2 separate regions of the Drosophila melanogaster genome follow, and region 1 is linked to region 2. A link is a contact called in public Hi-C data. All regions are on one chromosome and are shown on one strand. The core of a region is the stretch at or near the end of the contact, and the rest is flanking DNA. Distances in the headings are between cores, read along the strand shown. Region 1 holds the start of Cpr73D (Cuticular protein 73D). Region 2 holds the start of Abl (Abl tyrosine kinase).

What was found. Hi-C and Micro-C count contacts between places; a contact is called where the count stands out from the background.
Region 1: a contact with region 2 is called in a Hi-C map of the Kc167 cell line, with 1.9 times the contacts expected there.

Annotation. Positions count from the first base shown.
Region 1 is chr3L:16,953,675-16,959,314 of dm6, reverse strand. Cpr73D (Cuticular protein 73D) reads left to right here and starts at 1,626. Exons shown (of 5, transcript NM_001316452.1): 1 at 1,626-2,290; 2 at 3,783-3,989. It overlaps Ogdh (Oxoglutarate dehydrogenase), which reads right to left and starts at 4,493. Exons shown (of 13, transcript NM_168704.4): 1 at 4,272-4,493; 2 at 3,773-3,987; 3 at 99-216; 4 at 1-30. The coding sequence starts at 194. Obp73a (Odorant-binding protein 73a) reads right to left here. Exons shown (of 4, transcript NM_001347747.1): 4 at 4,373-4,435. The coding sequence ends at 4,373.
Region 2 is chr3L:16,645,803-16,651,360 of dm6, reverse strand. It overlaps Abl (Abl tyrosine kinase), which reads left to right and starts at 3,479. Exons shown (of 8, transcript NM_001300156.1): 1 at 3,479-4,551. The coding sequence starts at 4,218. It overlaps Baldspot (baldspot,), which reads left to right. Exons shown (of 5, transcript NM_140652.4): 4 at 106-228; 5 at 779-2,919. The coding sequence ends at 1,286.

The DNA.
Region 1 (5,640 bases), core at 377-2,876, 310 kb before region 2:
CACAGCGGCCGCTGCAGTTACCTTGGCCATCTGCCAAAGATTGGGGGCTCATTAGTTGGGGTTTTCTTTGGAGTTATGGTTATATCGACCAAACTCACCTGCTGACTGCTGCTGCTCTTGAGCAGCCATGTGGCGAAGTTCTTGTGCGCCATCGGCGACAAGGCCAGGCTGAAGGCTGTGTGGGCTCTATGCATTTTGTAGCTTTACAAAATAGAACTGAAAGAAAGAGACAATCTTAGTGAAGATCTTATCAGCCCACTATTATATCACTTCCAACTGATTAATCGATGGCGGCTTTGTTGACAAACAAGCCACGTAAAAGATAGTGCCAGTGCCACCCCCTAAACACCGAACTCCTGACCCTCGGCTGCTGTAAACGCGATAAGATAGCCTAGAAGTTTTTACGTCATGGTCATGTTCTGGGTTTTAACTGTGTCACCGATCAACCGAATGTTCCGAACTCGTTGCCAGGCCAGTGGGCCAGTTATGAAATTCCCTCACGCTCACGAAACAAGTTCACAATTGAATGGATGCGGGGGGAATTTACATACGTCCAAAGCCAGACTAGACCGTTGAGATCGGGGGATCGCTTGGTGGAAAAAAGCACACGTGATGCCATACGCCAGTCCGTCGCTCGCTTTTTTGATAATCAGCCAAGAAATGGCGGAGATACTTTGGCCCCCAAATATAATGGTGAAATGGGGGGGTTTTATATAGGGAGAGCCAGCTGCTTTTTGCGCAGTTTGTTCGTTTCCCAACTTTTAATCAGTTGTGAATATTTGCCCTCACTTTTTGTTTGCCGTCTCCGAATCACAGTGAGCATTCACCTGGGTATTTGGCCCAAAACGAGTTTGCCCAGATAACGCAAAGGCGTCAAGAGCGAATGTCCCTGGCTTGGAGTTATAAATTCCTGTGGTCCATGACTAAACGCAGAACCCTCTAGACGCAATTCAGTGATAAGAGGAGGGCGCTTAACCGGCCTCCAGTCATGCCACGCCAGCACTTCCAGAATTTGTCAAGTTATTAATCAAATTATTGGCGATAGGCTAGCGCGTGCGGATGTCGTAATTGAATCCCTATCTAAAGCCAGTCGTGCAAAAAATACGTACAAATTGAATGAAATTCGGAATGAGAACTTATGGGGCAACGAATGCGTGGCCAGGTCACATGTCTTATCGACGAACGCATGCTGGCCAGACGATCCAAATGAAGTGATTACAAAATACTGGCCCCCAGATATGAGAGCACAAAAAATGAAAGAAAACAATTGGAACGGCTAACCGGTTTGGAGTGGTCAAAGCTAAGTATTTGAAAGTGCATCACTCGGGTTATTTGATTCGGTCATAGCTACAATTACAGTTACATTGTCCACCCCACAATAGATAATTCAATTTAGCAGCCCGACATTTTCTTTCAGTGTCATTTATCTGTTTGCTTGTTTTGTGCTGGCGCTTTTCACATACTGCTTTCCCTGCAATTATATTCTGCTCGACGTCGATGTTACGAAAACACATTACATAAGTGCAAAAAATAAAAAAACGAAGAGCTGCTCGCGTGAGAGCAGCTGAGTTATTAGAACGGCCAGATGATGGAGCTAATTAGTGTGAAATAGTCCGACGGATGAGCTTGCAGTTCCACAATTCGAAGCATGACTGGAAAAATCCATTAGGCTTTCGGTCGGTGGAAGGTCTAGTTCCGACTGTATATGCACTGCACCGCGGTGGAATGAATCAAGACACCGTATAATATATACGCATATACTGCATGCGATTGCTCCAAAAACCAACCGAATATATGTACTCGTCGTACTCGTATCCGTATCTCGCAGATACGCGTCAAACGTTTGTTCGTGCTGAGTGCTGCGCGTCGACTGAAGCGAAAATACAAAAGCGGCCGCCTTCGAGAGTGAAATATAAAATTTAGAAATCGAATTTGCTCTTCACGAACCGCCGAGCGGGCTGCAAGCTTGGAAGAAAAATACAGAGTGTGTGTGTGATAAAAACACACAAAGCGGCCACATGACAACTCGGCGTTGTATCTTTATCTTCTGGCAAAAGGGGGTTGGGTCGGTCGCCGATCGGTGGACCTGATAACAGTCAGGTACATACTCATGTATCTACATATTGACCGCACTTCCTCCGTTTATCTAACCGCCTCGCCTCCTGGTTGTTGCCCATGTCTTGCGTATTTATAGCCCGAATTTGTTTACAACAATCCCAAAGTCCGTTCGTCAGCCGGCATTTCAAAGAATGCCGCCCACACAGCCAAAAACGAGAGGAGAGAAAAAGCGGTATGATATACACAAAAAAATAAAATGTATAATACATTCATAGAACTTGTTTATCACATAATACCAAAGACAACGAGAAACAATATTAAAATACAAAATGTTTGTATATCTAAAAGATTTCTCAACTCAAATTAAATTTGGTACACTATCCAGAATCACATCTTAACAATTTCTTAACATATTTTTCACAGTGCATTTAATAGGTCAAGCGCAAGTGAATTTGTGCGTGTATCAATTACCTTTCCGCTAATCAATAAAGTTTCAAGTTCACACACCAGACACAACCATTTACCTTGATGCGAGTGCGAAATTAATGAACACTCAAGAGGCACCGATCATTAGATACTCTTAGTTATTTTAGAATTGTTGTATTTTATAGTATTTAATAGTTTAACTTTCTATCGAAAAAAATGTATAATGTAGAAAGTTATATAAAAAACTATTATTTGGTTTTTGTGGCAAAATGTAAATTTTAATGTTGCTCTAAAAAATAGCGGAAATGGTAATTTGACTATCGAATGATAACTATGTAGATATCAGTGTACCAATTAGTCTAAGACTGAATAAAAGCTATTATCGTAGTTGGCGTAAAACATTAAATTGCCATGATACCCTATAAAAGGGTATAAGAAGGCAAGAGAGACGCACTCAGTGGGGTTTTGCATTCCATTAAAAAAAAACCCTGGACGAGCCCCCTCTAGGCGAAGAAGAAGAAGAGCGGTCCAAGGGCATGAAGTAATTGCGGAGCGGGGTGCGAGGGGGAGGTAGAGGTTCCGTAGTACTATAATACTTTTGTGGTTACTATTCCCGATCTGGGGCCTTTGCAGCCGACTTATGATAGGTTGTGGCAGATGATCCACATCCGTCAGCAGAAAAAAATAACTAGTTGTGCTGCCCCAGACAATGCGGCCGCGCGCTTTCTTTGCGGTTTGCTGTTGCTATTGCCATTGCTTTTGATTGATGATTCATTGGGCGGCGGGGAGAAAAGCACACGCGGCACTCGGTCAATTGCGTCATCAATGCGGCAAGTTAATTTTACAAAAAACCACATGTGACGTCGCCGACGTCGCTTGTTTTGCATTGCGAAATTTCACTTTTCATTTGGGGCGGCCGGCGCAAGCGCTTTTCCGCCGACGAGACGCCCACCTGCACTTTTCCAATTATATAAGAACAGTCCTTGAAATTAAATGGGGAAAAACGTTGGAAAATACCAATCAAATGCCTGCTAAATGCACTTTTTAGAAAGGGGAACACGCGGCAGTGTCTCATTGATCGCTGAAACGATGATGGTAATTCCTGGAATTCCACATGATGCAAAAGCGGACCTCGAATGTGGGACAAGTGAAAAGCACGCGAAATGCGAGTTTTCCGCTGAATCCAGTACTAAGTCTAAATGGACCATAGCCCCGCAGACTTTTTGCAAATTAACGCACATGATTTGATTATTTTTACACTAAACTTGCTTAAAGTTTAAATATTTACGTTTTTACAGCCGAAAACTTTTGCGTTAGTGGTGGGACTGTTAATGCTAGCGCACGGCCTGGACTCTCAAACATATCGAAACGCTATCGTTTTGTGCCAGATATCGATTATTTTTACAGTTTTGGTGAGCGGTAACACTAGCATACAGAGCTTATTCCTATGCGACTGCAGATGGCGCCACTGTGGAAGATCATGAAAGGCGCGATGTAAAAAGTCTGTAAGTAATATGTAAAGAATTCAAAATTTTTCCGTAATCTACTTAAACCATTTGATACCTTTAATTTAATAATATAGGTTCAAGATATTATTATTATTATTATTATTTTATTATTATTATTTTTTTGTAACCACGATTGGGTTGACTTCTGCTTGACACTTTTCCATTTTGAATATCCGTGAAATCATATCAAGTTATTTAAGAAACATTGAAACGAAATTTTCAAAAGAAAAGCGAGAAACATATGTTTAGTAATTTCCAACAATGTTTGAAGCCACCTACATTGTTTTTCTCAGGAATAGTCGCAATAGTCGCGGCCTGACACAAAAACTGGAATTCAACTTGCACTAAACCATTTAATTGCTACGCACACTAGACAGAGACTAATATCTGCTGTATTGATCCAGACAGTAGCCGGTAATTTGGTCCGATATACAGTCAAAGACATTGTAAAATCCCAAATAAGAAGACTTTACTCGTTGAGTTTTTGTAAGAAAACTGATTTTATTTGGAAATATCTTCGGTTTAAATAGGTGACATGAGAATCGCATCTTAAAGTAAATGGCCTACGCAGAGGCCTACGTAAATAGTCCCCGCCTTATCGAGGTCCCACGCTCGGGCACATCTGCCTATCTTGAGCGGCGAGGACCTTATCTGTGGTCTCCCACTAAGGGACTATTTTAGGAGGCGGGGAACGATCTCAAGTGACTGACTCATGTAGTGTGCACTTAAATTACATGTTTTTGAGCAATGCACCCATGTCGCCTTAGATAACAAAATCCTAAATATAATTTATCGCTCTCGATTCATTTACATAAGATATGAACGGAGCCCAAAATTGTAAGTCTTTAAATATATTCGTGTTCATGTGTGAACATTCTGCCAAAGGGCCAGCAAAGCTGAGATGTACATTAGTATATTAGTTGCATTTATAACAGTAGTGGACTGTATTTATTTGATATATGTTCATTTATTTTGCAACTAAGATTTCAATGGGCCTAGTTTTTCTGGCTTTTAATTTTATTGGATTACAATTATGGTTTATATTATTTTTAATTCAACAATTTGTACTTAATTAACTTATTTTAAACATTTTGCTTTTTCTATGTAGAAGTACATTTTCTATTAGTGGACTGTATATTTTTATTTGTTATATTATTTTATTGTTTATTTACTATTGATATTTATAGTACTGGCAACGGACCTGCAAAGGTTATTGCTTGCATTCTTTGTTGCACAGCACATTTCCGTATGAAATATATTATTAATACTATCATTAGTATTAAAGCAATAATTAATCCAGCATGTCCGGAAATATGATGGAAATGTAAATCTTTCAATTTTTGATGGTTCTCTTTCATAAATTTAATTTCATTATTCAATCGTTCAAATTCCTCAGTATGATTTAATATTGATAGTTTCAGCGGATCCCAAATAATCTTCGGCACTCCACTAACTTCTCCTATATAAGGTGTTGATAATAATTCTTCACTTTCGGACTGAATGTTATGGTGGGCAACTAGAATTTTATCGTCGGTTCTTGCCGTACAATATGGCGCAATGCTTAAAACTCCTTGCTGAGGCAAATCAAACAATTCAATTTGAGAGCCAGTACATTGCAGACGGACTTTTGAATTCGCAGGAACCTTAA
Region 2 (5,558 bases), core at 2,230-4,729:
GTTCCAGTGCCTGTCTGTCCGCATGACCTGCTTGTGCGGCTGGAAACTTGATTGCCATATGCAAATCAACGATCACTGACCGATATTCCCAACCTTCTCCCACAGCTACATCGAGCAAGATCGCGTGTGCGGCTTCTGGACCTGGCTCTTCGTGCTCAGCAAACTGCCGGAGCTGGGCGACACGATATTCATTGTGCTCCGCAAGCAGCCACTCATCTTTTTGCACTGGTAAGTTTAGCGAAACACTGACTGGGCATCCAAGATCCACTCTTAGAGTAGTCAAAAAAGATGGAGTGATAATATAACATCCTGCAATATGCTCCATCTTTGGAGAAAAGCTACTTATGATGACAATTTGCATCACATGTGGCGGCATCTGCTAGAACTTGTACTCATGTACCATAAGGAATACTGCTGTCTAAGTTCAATCAAAGAGAATTTCCTTATATTATTATTACTAAAAGATAAAAATGCCCTTTCACTAGACAAGCAACACCAGTAAACCAGTAAAAATACGTTTTATAGGTGCAGTGAAGCAATACATATGAGTCATAGCGAATTACTTTTAATGAGATTCACTGACGGTTATTTCGGCATATGAAACTAGCGTTAATTATATGTTAGGCTTAGTTAGGAAATAAAAGGTGCGAATTATTTGTGATATAAGCTGTTTCGATTGATCAAAATGATTTGATTTGAATATATTGTAGTTTCCCTGAGAACGCTAACAATTAACTAAACTTGAACTTTATATTAATTGAATAGTTTTCGCTCACAGGTATCACCACATCACCGTGCTGATCTACTCGTGGTTCAGCTATACGGAATATACCAGCTCTGCCCGCTGGTTCATCGTGATGAACTACTGCGTGCACTCGGTGATGTACAGCTACTATGCTCTGAAGGCGGCCCGCTTCAATCCGCCCAGGTTCATCTCGATGATCATCACGTCGCTGCAGCTGGCTCAGATGATCATCGGATGTGCGATCAACGTGTGGGCCAATGGCTTCCTGAAGACGCACGGCACCTCCTCCTGTCACATCTCGCAGCGCAACATCAATCTGTCGATCGCCATGTACTCCAGCTACTTTGTCCTGTTCGCGCGCTTCTTCTACAAGGCGTACCTGGCGCCCGGTGGTCACAAGAGCCGGCGCATGGCCGCCTCCCTGGCAGCCCAGAATGTGGTCAAGCAGTCGAGCAGCCCCCAGCAGGCCAGCGAGAGCTCCAAGTTCATCGGCGCTGGCGAGGATCAGGCAGCCTATCTGCGCAAGGCCAAGGCGCAGTAAAACGGAGCTCGGCACACCAGCACCTAACTCCCATCATCACCACTCCCCCTGTTTACGGCTAAGGACCTTTATTTATGTAGCGGTGTACAAGTTGTTTTTTAATTTTAAACCTGGGTGGCACACGACCGGTCGGATGAGAGTTTAATTTTGTAAGCCAAAAGTTGTACCGTGTGGACAGGCGTACGAACCATATATCTGAACATGTATATAAAAGAAGAAAAAAACAGACGAACCTAAGCTAACCAAAACTCAGAGTCGAGTCAGAATAAACTCTATGTAATTGAGGGGCAAAGAAGCGAGCGCATGAAAAGCTTGAATTGAAATCTCTAGATCTCTCTAGGGATATGTGAAAGGAACGCAAGGAATTTAGCTGCTCACTAGTTTGCATGCGTTTAATTAATAGTCACTCCTCTTGATATCTCTCGATGTATTTCCCAGCTGCAGTTCTAGAAGTGTCGTTGATGTATAGAATTTATTTATATTTCCGGTGTTATTGACATGCGCCAAATGAATGTTTTGTTTTCCACTAGCCCCTGAATGTATTTCGATATTTGCGTTGTCAGCTATAATTTACCTCTCGGGTGGAATTTTGTGTTGCCTCCCAATTTTAGTTAAAATTCTCAAGAAGGATCAGACTCCTGCCTTCAGTTTGGATATCGCACAGTTTGCGATACTTGAACGACAGGCATTTTTGGTTGAAATTGAATTTGATTTACTGGAGAACTGTTTTCCTAAAATCACTTGTAGTTGGGGTCTGAGAACTTTGTACTTCTAAGTCTATACGCATATATATTTATAAAAACCTATATTAACGGAATATTAAACACGTGAAAACGGAATACCAACCAATAACAAAACACTAAGTTAGTCTATTGTTCCAAGATCCAGAGCGCAAATTGTTATTGTAAAGTAATAAACTGTTTTCAAATCTGTAAGAACAAACAATATTTATAACAGTCGAAAAGACGTCTGATAAAATGTTGCTGACTGACTGGATTAAGTCGAAGCATTGTCATAGTCACCAATAAAATATTTTTGAAATTTTAACATATATTCCAGTCAGTCAGTATAGTTTTAACCAGTGTGTCAGTCATGCTGCAATACAAAAAGTTCGATTCTGTTAGGGGAAGGCATTTATTTAGTTAACCTGTGTTAAATGCATTTGAATATTCCTTCAAATTTCTTGCTGCTTTTTGGTAACTTAACAAAGCCACAGAAAGTCCTTGAACGTAACAAAAAAAAAAAAAAAAAAGAACGTAAAATAATAATAACCAGAGAAAAATTAAATTATATTTATACTTGTAAGCGAACAGAACAGAAGAGATCGCATGTGAAAGAGCAAAACCGAGAAAATGAAAAGCAAAAGTCCTACTTGAAAAGTTAATTTAGTGTAAGCGAGGAAAATGTAACTGAAAATGAAATCGGAGCAGAAGCTGAAGGAGGATCGTGTGAATGGAGAGAAGGATCGATTGATACTGAACTCTAGCAGGAGAGAGAAATTGAAACGAACAAACTTGAAATTTCTGTCGGGTATACATACTAAATAATAACTAAGCAAGAACACTAAAGATTGAGAATGCTAAACAAAACCAACGGATAAATAAAACGTAACAAACGGAAAAGGATGGAAAGTATTGCAGTTGTATTTATTAGTCGGGCTAAATGGGAATTTATGAATACATCTAAAGGCATATTATAAAAACCGTAGCTTGATTATTCGATGTTTTTAAATGTCAATTACATTTTGATTTGAGTCAGTTTTCTCTTAAAATCAATAAACTAAACTAGGGTTGACGCAATAGTCGAAAAAATTCGAAGTGTATCCATGAAAAATTAAAGATAATGTTATAAGTTGCATTGCATTGAAAATCTAAAGAGAATAAACTTTTCCTAGAAAGCTATATCAAGATTCTTTTAATTCAAATTATGTGTTTTAAACGTTTGAATTTAATTTTTTTTTGAACAACCAAAAATTAGTGTTCACAATCATGGAGTTTTTAAGCACTGGCTTACTAAGCTAAGTTAACCACCCAACCAGTCCGTGTCGCGCACCCATCATATTGCATTAGCCGAGTTTCTTACCAAACTAGCGCTGCCAACGCGTTCGTAAGTACTAAGCATTTATTATCAATATCGATACGTCTATCGGTATGCTGCCAAGTAGGGTATGTTTAAACGACCGACAAGCGGTCACACGAGTGCAAGTTGGATTCCAATTCGATCCGTCGCGGTGCGTGGAAAAAATGCACAGATGTAGATAAATCAGCAAGCAACGCTAGCAGATCAGATAGAGCTATATCGTCGCGAAAACCGATTAATTTGCCATGTTCAGCGGATCAGCCTGCGGATCAATTAAACCGTAAAAAACAGAGCAGGCGAGCGTAAGCAAGAGAGAGAGGTGAAGCCAGAGGCGGAGGCGCAAGACAAAGTGCATTTTCAGGGCGTGTTTTTGAGACCCCCCTCGCCAGTTAAGCTCACCCAGCCTCCCAGCCGTCGACAAGAAGTTTGCCGACACAACATTTTACCAACATGCTGCAAATTCGCAATTGCACCTGAGCGGCCACTAGAACAACAAATCAGATAAATCGCAAACTTCCTTTTTCCTCCGTGCGTGTGTACTTCTGTGTGTGCGTGAGTGTCTCCAATCTTTTTTGTCTACTCCAAAAACGCAGAAAGAGAAAGAAAAATGTGTGCGTGTGTGTGTGTGAAATAAATTAAAGCAAAGCAAAAGGCAAAACGGCAAATAATTGAGCAAAAGGCCAAGAGAGAAGAGTTAAAGCTGAAGTATATAACAAGAAAAGCAAAGCAAATAATAAGTAGTAGTAGTAAGCGAATAAGCCGTAGCAGCAGGAGCCGAGAGAAGAGAGAGAAAAGTGTACAAGTTGTTGTTGCTGCGCAAGAGCGAAAAACCACCCAACCACCCACTGGCAAATGGGGGCTCAGCAGGGCAAGGACAGGGGCGCCCACTCGGGAGGAGGCGGCTCGGGGGCCCCCGTCAGCTGCATCGGCCTCTCCAGCAGCCCAGTGGCCTCCGTTTCCCCCCACTGCATCTCCAGTTCCAGCGGCGTCAGCAGCGCCCCCCTCGGCGGGGGCTCCACGCTCCGTGGCTCCCGCATCAAGTCCTCGTCCTCCGGCGTGGCCAGTGGCAGCGGATCGGGCGGAGGCGGTGGCGGATCCGGATCGGGGCTGAGCCAGCGTAGTGGCGGACACAAGGATGCACGCTGCAATCCCACCGTGGGTCTCAACATATTCACCGAGCATAACGGTAAGTTCCTGCAAGTGTTGGAAAACAGGCATCGAAAGCATGCTAAGTACACAGAGCAAAAAGCATATTTTCAAAATTTGAAAGCCTTGTTAAGTCAAATTAAACGAAAAACGTCTGTACATAGTGCACGCTCAATCAAAATCGTTTTTATAAAATTAGGTGTGCACTAAAATTTTGTTTTCTATTCGAAGTTATTTAGTGGTTTGATCATTTTGTGTTTCGATTTCTGTAAGCTTGACTTATTTCTCATTGGTGTTTCTTCTTTTACATTGGATCTTAGAATTATTTTCTTGCACATTGTAGTTTGAGTTAAAAAGGCATCAATCGTAGAAATCATCTGGACCAAATCGATCTGTATAAGTGTTGTGTAACATACATATAAAAGTCAGAGGATGCACAAACATGCATACATTTGGAGGTCCCATTCACTTACACACTAATTGTAAAAAATTGCATGCAGCCTCCAAACTCAGGTGTAAATTCCATCATAGTATTGTGACTTTTCTTATTATACATGGAAATTGTTGTTGCTGTATTGCCAATTGCTCAGAGTTGTGTTATCTCACATCCACCACAATCATTTCAATTCGTGATGAAATCTTTTGATATTCCATACAACAGTTTTTAAGGACATTCAAGAAATCAGTAACTAAAAACTTATTCAATGGGGGTACTTTCAATAAAAAAATGCTTTTTTAAGCGTGCTCTTGCCATTAAATCTCTTTTGTAAATATCATGTAAGTTTTGATTTATCTGCCAGTTTGGGCTGCACAGTGTTGTATTTATTGTTCATAAAGTGCAGTCCACTCGGCTTTCCCTTTCCCCCTCTCTCCTTCTTTATGATCCCCGCCCTTCCTCTATATACGCTGCTTTCCAATTGAGCCAATTTCTTTTTTCCTCCATTTCTTCCGATTATATAGGAAATTATTGTTGTTATTGCCGGCTAGTTTCATACTTGTTGTTGCTTTTCCGCTGCTTTTGTTTACTGGAGAGAAGGAGAATGAATG